Regions from separate parts of the Sus scrofa genome. Here region 2 is linked to region 1. Evidence: chromatin contacts called from public Hi-C data. All regions are on one chromosome and are shown on one strand. Each heading gives the region's core, a stretch centred on a gene start, on an enhancer-like site or on the middle of the called end of the contact. The rest is flanking DNA. Distances are from core to core; before and after follow the strand shown.

The links. A called contact is a pair of places that touch in the nucleus more often than the background predicts.
Region 2: a Hi-C map of liver shows a contact between it and region 1, with 2.0 times the contacts expected there. The contact joins the enhancer-like site here to the promoter of SLC25A51 in region 1. A contact is called at or near these places in 1 of 5 promoter capture datasets (liver), 5 of 47 Hi-C or Micro-C datasets (embryonic fibroblasts, epiblast stem cells and liver) and 1 of 2 datasets of contacts at active chromatin or transcription factors (skeletal muscle).

The regions. Positions count from the first base shown.
Region 1 is chr1:238,664,995-238,671,480 of Sscrofa11.1, reverse strand. It overlaps SLC25A51 (solute carrier family 25 member 51), which reads left to right and starts at 4,053. Exons shown (of 3, transcript NM_001258408.1): 1 at 4,053-4,145.
Region 2 is chr1:238,760,520-238,767,005 of Sscrofa11.1, reverse strand. All of the region lies in intron 2 of SHB (SH2 domain-containing adapter protein B), which reads left to right. Among named protein-coding and RNA genes, the nearest start is that of SHB, 63 kb to the left of the region's middle. Within about 2 kb of position 3,900, at least 11 of the 83 cell types and tissues checked have an H3K27ac peak or open chromatin away from gene starts, as enhancers often do. A contact at or near this core is called in liver, where this site is marked.

The DNA of each region.
Region 1 (6,486 bases), core at 2,804-5,303:
AGGCCCACTCACTCACACATTCCTGAGCCCTGCAGAGCCCTAGGTTTCAGAAGTTAGGTTACTGTAAGGGTCAGAATATCAAAATTTACTTATTTATTTATTTATTTATTTTTATTTTTTTTTGTCTTTTTGTCTTTTCTAGGGCTGCACTCGCAGCATATGGAAGTTCCCAGGTTGTGGGTCGAATTGGAGCTGTAGCCGCCGGCCTACGCCAGAGCCACAGCAATGCGGGAGCTGAGCCACATCTACGACCTACACCACAGCTCACAGCAATGCCGGATCCTTAACCCACTGAGCGAGGCTGGGGATCAAACCCGCCGCAACCTCATGGTTCCTAGTTGGATTCATTAACGACTGAGCCGTAAGGGGAACTCCCAGAATATCACTTTAGAGCTGTTGTTTGCCCAAAATTGTCTGAGAAGAATCACCGGAGGCTTGTTTTAGACATAGGCCAACTGGCCTCTCCCTGGGAAATTCTGATTTCACAGTAGGTCGGCTTTTCAATCTGTCAAGGGCATACAAGCCCCAAAGGACAGCCTCGTGGAGGAGCTCTGTAGGCAGTGAGGTCAGGGTCAGGGAAAGCAACAAGAAGCCCCTGCGTAAGCTGAGCCATTAAGGGGGAACAGGACTTTGCCACGAAGCAGGCAGGGCCTCTGAGGTGCAGAGGACAAAAGGTACACCGGGAAGCGAAAGTTCAGGGGAGGGAACCGGTAGCAGCTGGCCTGTGGCTGGAGCCTAGGGGTGTGAAGGGGTGTGAAGGGGAGTGACGAGATAGGCTGAGAGGATTGCAGGGGCCTGGGAAATGTGACCTAAAGGGAAAGGAAGGTCAGTGACCTCCGACTAGCAAAAGAAAACCGGCAGGTGACCTTATCTGGGCAGAGCCACTCACGGTAGCCAAGAATCCAATGACGACAGCGTGAGCAAAATTCTTTTTGTGGACATAACGGTCCATGGAGCCTGAGTGCACTAGACAAGTTTCTCGAAAGCATTTTGGTGACAGGGGAGTGGGAATAGAAGGTGCTCAAGCAAAGATCCATCAGCAATATTCCCATGGTCCTTTTTCCAAGATCTCAGACCCTCTCCACCAGCATTATTTATTTATTTATTTTTTTAGGGCCATAGGTGCAGCATATGAAGGTTCCCAGGCTAGGGGTTGAATCAGAGCTACAACTGCCGGCCTACACCACAGCCACAGCCACAGCAACATGGGATCCGAGCCGCGTCTGTGACCTACACCGCGCAGCTCACGGCAACGCTGGATCCTTAACCCACTGAGCAAGGCCAGGGATCGAACCTGTATCCTCATGGATAGTACTTGGGTTTGTTTCTGATGAGCCACAGTGGGAAGGCCCTCCACCAGCATTTTATTTGGGCAAACACCCTTTCTGCCAAGCCCTGAGTTGGAGGGCCAGAAACAAGTCAGACAGCTCTGCCCTTGTGCGAAAGGGAGACACCTTCATGAATGGTTATGACATAGGGAAGATGTTAGAACAGCTCCAAACTTTGTGCTGTGGGAAGGCAAAGGCCAAGAAAAACCATCTTTGCCTGGGGTTGAACAGTGAATGCTGTTGGGGGGAGAAGGAGAAGGGCCTTAAAGGGCTAACATGTTTGACAGCTGAGAATGGATGGTGAGAAAGGGGAAAAAGGCTTAAGTGACAGGAGGATTTGCAAAACACGGAGAAACTGAGCATGGCTGAAGCAGAGAATGTAGCTGGGGATGTGGTGGAGAGACAGGCAGAGGGGGTAGGATGCCGAGAGCCCGTGAGCCAAGGCAAGGAGTTTGGATTTGCTGGGAGAGTGGGGGAGAGGGAACCATTGGAAATTTTTAAACTGAGGAGTGAGATGATCAAAGCTGGGTTAGAGGATATTCTCTGACAGCTGATATGGAGGCTGGAGGTGTGCAGAACAGTTTAAGAGACTGAAGAATGAATGTAAGAATGAGTGGGTGAGGACAGAGAAATGAAAGGTTAATTTTATGATGATTCCTGAATCAGAAAACAGAGGGTTTTGTTTTTTGTTTTTTTTCCTTTTCTAGGGCTGCTCCCTCGGCATATGGAGGTTCCTAGGCTAGGGGTCTAATCAGAACTGTAGCTGCCGGCTTACACCAGAGCTACAGCAACGCGGGATCCGAGCCACATCTGCGACCTACAGCACAGCTCACGGCAATGCCACATCCTTAACCCACTGAGCGAGGCCAGGGATCAAACCCACAACCTCATGGTTCCTAGTTGGATTCCTTAACGACTGAGCCATGACGGGAACTCCAGAAAACAGAGGTTTTGACCTCCAACATTCATATGCCCAAGAAGAGCCAAATAAGCATGTAGGAGGGTTCTGACAAGGAACCCAGTGCTGGAGGGGCAGGGGCCTGCGCTGTGACCTACAGCATAAAAGAAACAGACTGGCTGGGCTCCAGACATGAGTGTTCCTATCAGCTTGGGATTTCCTGACTCTTTTGAGTCTTTTGTGCCCCAATTGTGTGTTTAATTTCAATCTCTGCCTCCTCTTCGGGTTTTACCCTAGGAGAAGAACCTCTCCATTCTAATTTGAAATGAATTATTTATGCTTATGAACACACTGGCTGCCTGCCTGGTTTATTTATTTTTTGAATAATACAGCTGATTAGGGATTCACACAAGACAGGGCAAACATAATTCCAACGTAAATGCCCTTCCCCAACTGCTGCCCAATTTTTAATCACTCCAAACTACTGTGTGGCCTGGTCATTATCCTGTGGAGCCTGAAATCTATCCCCGAACCCTAATCAGATGCCCGGTGCCTGCACTTGAAAGTCAAGATCTGCCCTATCAGACCTCACCACCTGTCCTTGACAACCTTATCTCTTGCCACTATGAGTTTCTCCACTCATCCAAATTCCATTCATTCATCCTCCAAGGCCCAGTTCAAACGCCTCCACCCTGTGAAGCCCGTCCTGGTTGTCCCTTAAGGGAAGAAGCCCCTCATGCATATAAACTTCCAGAGTTTTTGTTTTTATATCCTTACTTGGATTCTAAGTTCCCCCCAAGAGAGTTCAGGTGAGGACGATGGCACACAGTAGGTACCTCTGGAGAGTGTGTGGTGAAATTAGGTAGCATGGTTTCCCACACCCCAAGAAGCTGTTTATCAGGCCAGCTCAGGCAAACTGGACACAATTTTGGAGTCAATATCTACAAAATGCTCTCAGGGGAAGTGACCAGGGAGAGCCATCAACCTATACCCATACCCTGACCAGTGTTTCATGCCAGGTGAGTTGCCTATTTGACAAACCCCACTTAAAGAGCATACACCTCACAGATCTGATGAGCCTCCTGTAGAGCCTCACTCTCCTTCAACGCCTCACATCTGCGTGCCTTCCAGTATATAAGGTAGAGTCAGATCATTGCTCCCAGTGCTTGTTACAGGGGCCAAGGGCTGCATGTAAGGCAGGTGTTACTTTTCAGGATCTGGGGCTCAGAGACATGTCCAAAGTCACTCCCAGGAAGGGTCAGGACTATGATTTGACTTATGCCTCTTAATTCTCAGTGCAGTGGCATTCAATGCGTGCAAGTTGTTTGAGGTTGAAAGGAAACAGGGTTTTTAAATGACTTGTATAGTCTAAAGCACACACAGGTGTTCTGTGACCTGCAGTAATAGCAGCTGACAATATGCCACTCCGAGGGTTCAATGAAAGCTAACCAAGGCTACAAGGGGAGGGAGGCGGAGACTTTCAAGGCCTCAGCAAAGGCGCGCTTGCAACCCACAACTGTCAGTACCCAGGGGTCCTCCCGGCTACCAAGCACTAGAGAACGCGTTGGCTGTTTCTGGTACGGCAAGGCCACCGTAGGGCACCCACGGTATGGCATTCCATCCAGCGGAATCTCAAAGCCCTACGACAGATGTGATGGGTGACCCCCCAAGTGCCTTCGCTCGCCGCACAGCTGCCAGGGGTGGGCAGGCGTCCCCTCACCCTCCGCAGGTTTAGAGGGAGGCAGCGCGGCGTAGTCTCCCTCACGTGACCGGGCTCGGCAGCGTCCAGCGCGTCACGCCCCGCCCCGAGCTCTGGGGTCGGTCAATGTCTGCGCCTGCGCCGGCGCCGGCTGGGCTCGCGGGCTGGCCTACCTGCGGGCGGGCGGCTACCGGGCGCGGAGCCGGGCCCGCGGCGATGGGTGAGTGTGGGAGGCGGGTGAGAGGGAAACGCGGGGCTCCCCCGGCCTCAGCAAGGAGTGCCTGGAAGCACGAAGGAGGGTCCGAGGAGGCCGTCTGCCGCGTCCTCTGGCCCACCTACCCCTCAGCGCGCGCGCGCGCACTGCGTCCCCTCCGCCCCACGGCGCGCCCCGCCACTGCCGCTCGTGCCCTCCCGGGTGGGGCCTGCAGCCGCAGGGGCCGGCGGCCGCCGGGTTTCGCTGAGCCAGGGGCGCTGTCCGGCTGCCGGAAAGAGCTTTTCCGGTGGAGGAGGCAGCGCGCTCTTTTGGGCGCGCCTGGGGCGGGGAGGTGCCTTCTGCCGCGCACCTAGAGCGGGGCGGGAAGGGTTCTTGCTTTGCCTGCGCGGGAGGGGAGCGGCGCCGGCACTGCGAATGGGCCCCGGACCCCTTATTCTGTCCGGTGTCAGAGACGGAAGGGGCTTTGGCGAACCCACCACCCTCCCCTCCCTCTTATCACACACTGGGGAAATGGACGCCTGGAGAATGGTAAGTTCAGCCGCACAACCAGACAATGCTTATTCTGCGACACCATGTTGCTTCGCGTTGTAGGAAACTTGTAGTACGAGGCTTTTTTTTTGGTCTGGTGGTGGTGATGGGATTATGTTGTTAATTGTAAATTTGTACCAATTATTGGGTATTAAGCTTATCTAAGTGGGGCGTCTTAAAGGCTATATTTACCCTTTTTTTGGCCCTATAACTGTATACAGCTGGTCTTAATCCCCACCTTCTGTTTCACTACGTGCAAGCTGTGAAACAGAAGCCCTTAGAGTAACGGTAGTGACCTTGCCAATCTGAGCTTCCTCTGTACTTGTTTTTGAAAGGGTTCCGTGAAAGCAAAAGGTTCTAGGACTGGTTAGGTCCGCGGGTGATTTCAGAGCACAGGTTAGGCGTTTTGGATCTGGAGTCACCTTGAGTGCATCTCAGGCAAAGATCACAAGCAGTCTCTTTAAAAAGCAGTGGACTTACCTGGTCTTTCCTTTGGTAGATTAAGCCCAGAGAAGTGGATTTTTAAATCATAGACATTGCTTTAAATTTATAGTGGCAAGATAGTGACCACTGGATCCCAGGTTTATCTTATGTGAATGCTGACTCAGACCTGCTGACTTGTAGGAGTTAACATCCTTGGAGAATTACAGTTGCCTTCTCCGTAGTTTTTGTACAAAGACCTTTGTGCTGGGTTCACAACTGTGTCTTATCCATGTGGGCTATAAATTATGGTGAGCATTTAGATTACACTGTTTTCTTTTACCATAAAAGTTTGACACTTGGAGTTGCTTGAAAGTCATCTTGATTAACTTTGCCTCCTTATGCTGACATAGGTCGAGTGTTTTAGGTAGCAGGCAATGTAAAATTATGGTATATATATGTTGCAATAAATTGGAGTGAATTATCCATGTTAAAGAATTTAAATATGTAGATCAGTTTAGCAAAGAAATTTAGTCATGTTCAAGTATAAATATACAAAATTTTTAATTTCATCGCTACAGAATACTCTGTACACTATCCTTCCTTCTCCTGGCTAAATTAAGAACCTGTTTACACTATCTCCTTATCTAGGAAGAAATGAGAGGGAAAGCTTTAAATCTGTAAAGTCCAGAAGGGTTTCATTGCATTCCTTTTCCCTATGTCAAGGCCTAGTTTTAAAAATCTGAGACCCTAAATGTACAATAATGTTCTTTAAATTCCTTAAAGTAGTTAATTGCAGTGGTCAGTAAATGACTGGCTGGGAGTTCCTCTGTGGTGCAGTGGGTTAAGGACCTGGCATTGTCCCCACAGACAGTTGGGTTGCTGCCGTGGCGAAGGTTCAGTCCCTGGTCCCGGAACTTCCATATGCTGCAGGTATGGCCAAAAAAAAAAAAAAAAAAAAAAAAATTTGCTAACTTCTGTTAGTCACAACTTTCTATTTGTTGAGTAACAGTCCCCATTATCACAAAGGATCATGACAAAACTAGTAGAAGTCACTTTAATTTGCAAAATTTTGGAAAGTAATGCAGGTACCATTCCAATAAAAATTAAAAGTGAACATGGACAAAATTTTATTGTTCAAGTGTGCAAATAACTTGGTTTGTGTTAACAAGGAACATATTGTTAAGCAGCTTTTAAATGTTATGTGTTTGGTGTGTAAAAATGAAATTTTTTTATGTTTGTAAATGTCTCAGTGAGTTAGGAATAGTCACATAGATCTGAATATTTTTGTTGATTTTAACATGGTTTAGTCCTGAAACTCTGAAGAAGAGCAAAACATTATGTAGATACAAAGTATTTCTGTGCTGTTGTTTTGTAAATTTTTATTTTTGGCCACACC
Region 2 (6,486 bases), core at 2,651-5,150, 96 kb before region 1:
GCTGCACAGAGAGGGGACATTGAGCAGAGACATACATGACGTCTTGACTCACAGTGGCCTTGCCTGCCATTTACCTTAAATTTCAGCCCACCCGAAACACGCCCCCCCCACCGCCTGCCCCAATCTCTGCTTGATTTTCTTCCTTAACTCTGTTCCTTATTTAGCATACCCTATATTTTACTCACACTTTATCTGTTTATAGTCAATCTTAGTGCTGCTGCTAGGTGTGGCTTTCACATGGGCAGAAGTGTCTGCTTTGTTCCTGCTAGAAGCTCAGTAGCTAAAGTATGATGTGGCACAAAGTAGGGGCTGAGTGAATAGTTGTTGAATGCATGAGACTATTAGTTAATTGCAGGGACCCAGGGCTGGCAGATAGACATGTTGAGGCCGCCTTAGGAGCCCAGAGACCTCCCCTCCTCTGAGGAGGAGTGCCACATCTGGAAAGCCCGAGTTTAACCGGTTACTAAATGGGTCAGGGAGTTCCCAATGTGGCTCAGTGGAAACAAATCTGACTAGTCTCCATGAGGTTGCAGGTTTGATCCCTGGCCTCCCTCGTGGGTTAAGATCCAGCGTTGCCGTGAGCTATGGTATAGGTCGCAGACGTGGCTTGGATCCCACGTTGCTGTGGCTCTGGCCTAGGCCGGCGGCTACAGCTCCGATTGGATCCCTAGCCTGGGAATCTCCATATGCCTTGTGTGTAGCCCTAAAAAGACCAAAAAAAAAAAAAAAAAAAAAAAAGAACCTAAATGAGTTGTAAGTAGAAAAGGAGCTGGCTTGGCCTCTGGGTGGGGTTGGGTGGGAGTCGGGCAGGAGGCCCTGGGTGCCTTGCTCCGTCTTGGAGACCAGTTCTGTCTCCAGGTGGGGGGCTGCATGGAGGTGTCTGGTTGTGCCTCTTTTCCCTGCCCCCTCCCTGGCCGAGAGCTCCTAGAAGGAGGGAACTGGGTCTTAACCGTCCTCATGTCTCCTCTGGGCCCAGGACATGTTTACCAGTTGAATGAATGAGCCCAGGAATACAAGTCTATGTGGAGAATAAATGAATGAAAAGGAAGCAAACAGTTAATAGCTACTTTCTGTAAACAGCTCTTCCCATTCTGCCAAGATACAGTTGTCTGAAGTCACAGGACCTTAGCCAGGGAGCACATTGCACCATGTGTGTTGGTTCTTTTCTGTGCTCTAGAGGCTGAGCAGTGAACAAAGCAAAGTCCCTGTCCTTGTGAAGCTTTCACTCTGGGTGCAGGATTGCAGGATCAAAGGGGAGTGTTATATAACTGTGACTCCTGTGAACTCACTTCTGGGGGCTCTGGTACGGGGACATCTGTATCCCAGACACTCTGCAGCCTCTGGTCACTGCAGCTCAAGGGCTCCTCTCAGAGGGGCTTGTCCCCAGATCCTTGGCCACCTTCGGGAGGTAGGATGGTCTCCGTGCTGTCTTCAGGATGTGAGGACACAGGCCTGGCCCAGTGGCTGGCAGCTGTGTTCCTCTCTCTCAGTAGCCTCAGTGCAGGAGCACAGACTCTGGGGGTTGTCATGGATTCTCCCAGAGCAGCGAGTACCATCCATGTGCTGGTACTCCTAGGTGTGAGGGTCTAGACCCCCAGGAATGCAGCCCCTAACTCCTCTCCCTCTCCCAGCAGCCGTGAGAGAAATGGGCATCCTTCCAAAGGTAGAAGTGCAGGAATGGGGGTTAGAGGAGCTCACCCCCACCCCACCCCTGCCCCTTGCCCTTCGGAATCCCAGAGAGACATGAAACGATCTGAAACTGATGGGAATGGCTCTCTAGAAGTAGACTCAGGTTCATCAGCAGCACGGTTCCTGGCAACTTCTGCCCGCCCACCAGCCCGCCTCCTGTGTGGGAAGAGCATGCAGGCTGTGGGGAAGCACCACCCATCCTGAGCAGGTTAGGAAGTTGTTAGGAAGTCGTGCCCGCCTGTGTGCGTAGGATGCCTTATAGCAGAGAAGCAAGAGGCAGGGAGACTGGTTCTGTGGTTCTGTGGCTACAACAGTCATCCAGGCCAGGGGGCTGAAGCCAGAGCCAGGGCCGTGGCTGCAGGGTGCTGCAGGCGTGAGTGGGTGGGTGGGGTGGAAGAGCCTGCCAGCCTAGGGGTGCAGTGGGTGCCAGGGAGGGAGGCGCTAGGATCCTGGTGAGTGGGAGGATGAGCGCGTCAGTTCCCCAGTGGGGACTGTCCTGCCCGAGAAGGGGAAGGAAGGTTCTTGAGTGAGGATTCAGTGGGTTCAGATGTGTACCCTTGCATTCTGGTGTTCAGAGGAGGGCCATGGGGCTCCAGTGGGCTTGGGGCCCTGGGGAGAGGAGCTGATTGGCAGGGGCTGACGAAGGGACAGCAGGCCACAGTTTCTGCCCCTCCAGAAACCTGAGGACGGAGATGGAGTGATTTGCCCCACACCCTGTTATTTGACTAATTAATTAGTACCCTTCTCTAACTAGGGCTCAGGTTGGCTTTCTGGAAGTTCGTAATGATGGCAGAGGGCTGTATTTAAAGGACGCTTTTTATAGATTATGCCGGGAAGCTCCCTAAGGCTCTGGGAGGAAGCGGTGTCATTATTTCCATCTTGCAGGTGAGAAAGCTGAGTCATGGAGGCTCACTGGAACTGTGCCCAATGTCAGGCCCCTTTCTCCCTGTGGGGTCAGTGCCTGGCCGGGCGGGGGAGGGATGCCGAGTAACAGTAGGTTTGTGCTTTTTTGATGTGGCCTTTCATTCGGCTGGTTAACTTGGCAGGTGCCTAAAGTCCAGGCCTCCTCCTCCTCCTCTTCCCTCTCCTCCTCCTCCCAGGTAGTCCTGCCTTTCAGCTCTTTCACCTGGTTTAGTCTGTGTGTTTTAATGTTGTACTCTGCTTCCTTTTCCGTCCTTTTTCAAAACTGTGAGCATAGGGAGTTCCCTTTGAGGCTTCGTAGTAACGAATCCAACCAGTATCCGTGAGGACATGGGTTCGATCCCTGGCCTCGCTCAGTGGGTTCTGGATCTGGTTTTGCCATGAGCTGTGGTGTAGGTCACAGATGCAGCTCAGATCCTGTGTTGGCTGTGGTGTAGGCCGGCAGCTAATTCAACCCCTAGCCTGGGAACTTCTATATATCGCACATTTAGCCCTAAAAAAAAATTTTTTTTTAACTGAGCATAAATAAATAAAATGCCACTTTTATCTCCCTTCCAGAATGCAGGCTTCTGATTGTACATGGTGACCTAAAAAATGATGCATTGGAGAAGGGGTCACCTCCTGGTATCTAAGCCTTACTGTGGGTCCTCCCTGGTGGGGCCCCACAGTGCTGATACAGTGTTACCACAACGTGTTGCAATTTATCTGCTGGGTTGGGGGCCCCTGGAGGGCAGGGACCACAGGGTTTGGAACTCTTGCCCTCAGACTGTCAGTGCTCTATGTTTGACATGTTGGCCTGGAACTTTCCAGTGGAGAATGTCCCCAGGTCAGAATGTGCTGTTGGGGTGGAGTGTTGTGCAATGATAGGTAACCTCTTCCCCCAAGATTACGGGCTTTGCCCTCCCGAGCTGGGTTTCAAGTCCCCAGCCAGCTCACCCCTCGGTCCTGGCCAGCTCACCCATGTCCCTCTCTCTGACCCTGGGCTCAGCTCACCGCCTGTGCCTTGGTAGGTTCACTCCCCTCGCCAGGCCTCAGGTCTCTGTGCAGGGACTTGGATATACACTCATGTCGCTGAGCTCCAGCCACAGAGCTCTCCAGATTGGGGGTCCTTCCAGTCCACCCTGTCCTCTTTGTCGCCCTCCCTTGGCCCCTGGATTTGCCGGCTGCCTCTCCCTCTCCCCCTCGAGCTGGGTGCCCGAGTGTCTGAGCCCTCATCTCCCTCATGTGACCAGCCTTCCTCATGCCTTTCTTCAGCACCAGCCTCCCTGCCAAAGCTGGGGCACCTCTCACCCACCTGACCTTCCCAGCCAGCTGGCCGGCACAGTGCCGAGTTGGGAGAGTCTGCTGCTGTCCACTTCACTGCCCTCCTGCTTGGCGCCTTCACTCCTGCTCTGCCTTCCCATCTAACCCCAGCCTGCCTGCTCTGTCAGCTCAGGGTCACCTTCCCTTGAAGCCTTTCCATCCCCCATAACCAGCATTTTTCCCCCAAACTCCGTGGTTCTCATTCAGAACTGACCATCAGCACCTGTCAGGGACCTCGCCTGCCAGAGCTTCCTCCTCAGCCTCCCTAAGGCCCAGGGAGGCAGGACGTGGGTTGTGTCCATTTTACGGGTGAGAAAGCAGGTGCACGGGCTGGAGTGACAGCCAGGGGCCATGAGGAGGATGGTTCTGGTGTCCTGGGAGCTGTGTTCCAAGGCCAGGCAGGGGCGGGGCAGGTGCTCAATGGGATGGGGGAGGACCCCTGGCTGGGGGGACACCACGGGTCTGAGGATGGTGGAGGCGGGGCAGACGGGATGGATCCGTGGGAGCCAGCTCCCACCTTCCTCAGTGACAAAAAGCAGAAACCTGAAGGGTCGCTCCAGCAACAAAGTTGCAGCCCAGCAAAACTGAAAAGCAGTGCCCCCCTCACTCTACCGCCACCTTCCTTGGCCTCTTCTAGGACTTTATCCCTGTTCCTTAGCTCAGAGCTGCTTCTGCAGAGTGTCTGCTAAGGAAAGAGTTAATGTTGGGCCCAGCTGCTCTTAGAGGAAAAGGCATGGGGTGCCAGAGCCTGTAAGGTAAAGGAGGGGCAGCCCTGCCCTTCAAGGTGAAGCCAGGAGGGGGCTTTGTCCAGCATCTGTTGAGCAGCTGTTGTGCCGGGAGTTTTGAGCCCACCTGGGGCTGCCCCCTGGAAGGCCTTTCCAGTGGGAGGTGGCACGTGCCGTGTAACTGCATCATTCGTTGAGGATGTCAGGTGTGGGCATAGCAGTGAGTACCTGGGGGCTGCAGGGGAGGGTGTGGTCTGGTTTTCTTGGGTTGGGGACTGTAGGTTAGAACAGACTGCTTGGAGTTACCATCGTGGCTCAATGGAAACTAATCTGAGTAGCATCCTTGAGGGCTCAGGTTCGATCCCTGGCCTCGCTCAGTGGGTTAAGGATCTAGCATTGCTGTGAGCTGTGATGTAGGTCACAGACTCAGCTTGGATATGGTGTTGTTGTGGCTGTAGTGTAGGCTGGCAGCTACAGCTCCGATTCGACCCCTAGCCTGGGAACCTCCATATGCCATGGATGCGGCCCTAGAAAGACAAAGAAACAAAAAACAACAAAAAAAAAAAACCCCACTGGACTCCTCCACCTGGCACTGGACTGGGAAGAGTAGTAGGAACAAAGGCGGGGGGTGGGGGTGGCATGCGGCCCAGTGCCCTGCCCCAGGAGGTCTGGAAGGAGGAGCTTTGGGCTGCACCTGTCTGTGTTTTGCTTAGGATTGTGGAAAGCACCCACCTCTGCTCCGCCCCGACCCCCACCCCCAGCTCAGCCTAGGCTTTCATGCGAAGGGACTTTGTTGAATTGAGCCTCAGAAGAAACTCGGTGATATTTTCATTATTTTCATAATTTACACCCAGAAAGTAGGAGGAAGGGTTTGTTTGTTACTAATACACTCAGCCTGTTTGCCCCCTAGTCCTGAAACTAATTTTCATCTGCACGAAGATTTGCTGTAAATTCCCACGGCTCCTAGTGCTAATGAAAAGCACGGGGCTGCCTCTTGGGCCCCAGCCCTGAACATTTGAGGGAGAAGGGCAGAACTGAGGGATCACCTTTGGTTTCACAAAACCCTCAGGCCCCCCAGCCTCCCAGGGACCTGATGTCCAGCCTTGGGGTCTGCCGGAATCAGTGCTTCATCTCACATCCTCTGTCTGTGTTTAGCTGACTTTGACCTGAGCCATGTGTGCTTCTGGTTGAAAAGCTTAAACTCAGGTGTTGAAACCTTTCTCCTCTCTAGGAAATCCTCCTTCGTAGGGTGAGGATTTTAGAGCCGCACTCGAATGGGGGACTATTTGGTTGCCCTCTTGTTCTCTAGGTTAAGAAAAGGAAGGTCTGTGGCCAGGCCTGCCCAGTGAGTGGTGGACAGGTGAGGTTCTAGCCCAGTGTGGTTCTGAAAGTCATCCAAGACCCCCTGCAGCCAATGCCCCCTTGTGTCTGGGGAGTTCTTTCTCCATCCTCCCTCCTGCATGCATTCCTCAGGCGTTGCACTGGCTTTGGGAGTTGTCACCTCTTGTCCAGCCACAGAGGAGAATGAAAGGCACCCCCCACCCCCACCCCCGCCTTCCTCGCTGGCGCCCGTCCAGGTCAGTCCCTTGCTCTGCCTGTGGGGCCCTGGGTACAGGGAGTAATGGCCCTTCCTAGTCTGGGACTTAAGAGGCTACAAGGAAAATGTCTTTGCTTCAGGAAGCCTGTGGGTCTGTGACTATTTCTAATTAATTCTATCAGATTCGTTGGCCTTTCTCTCATTTTTTCCAGGACCTGGCTATCAGTTATACACGTGGGATGATTGTGGTCACAGTTTATGTTTACTTCTCCTTTGACCGGCTACAAAGCGCTTTCTTAGACATTATCTCAT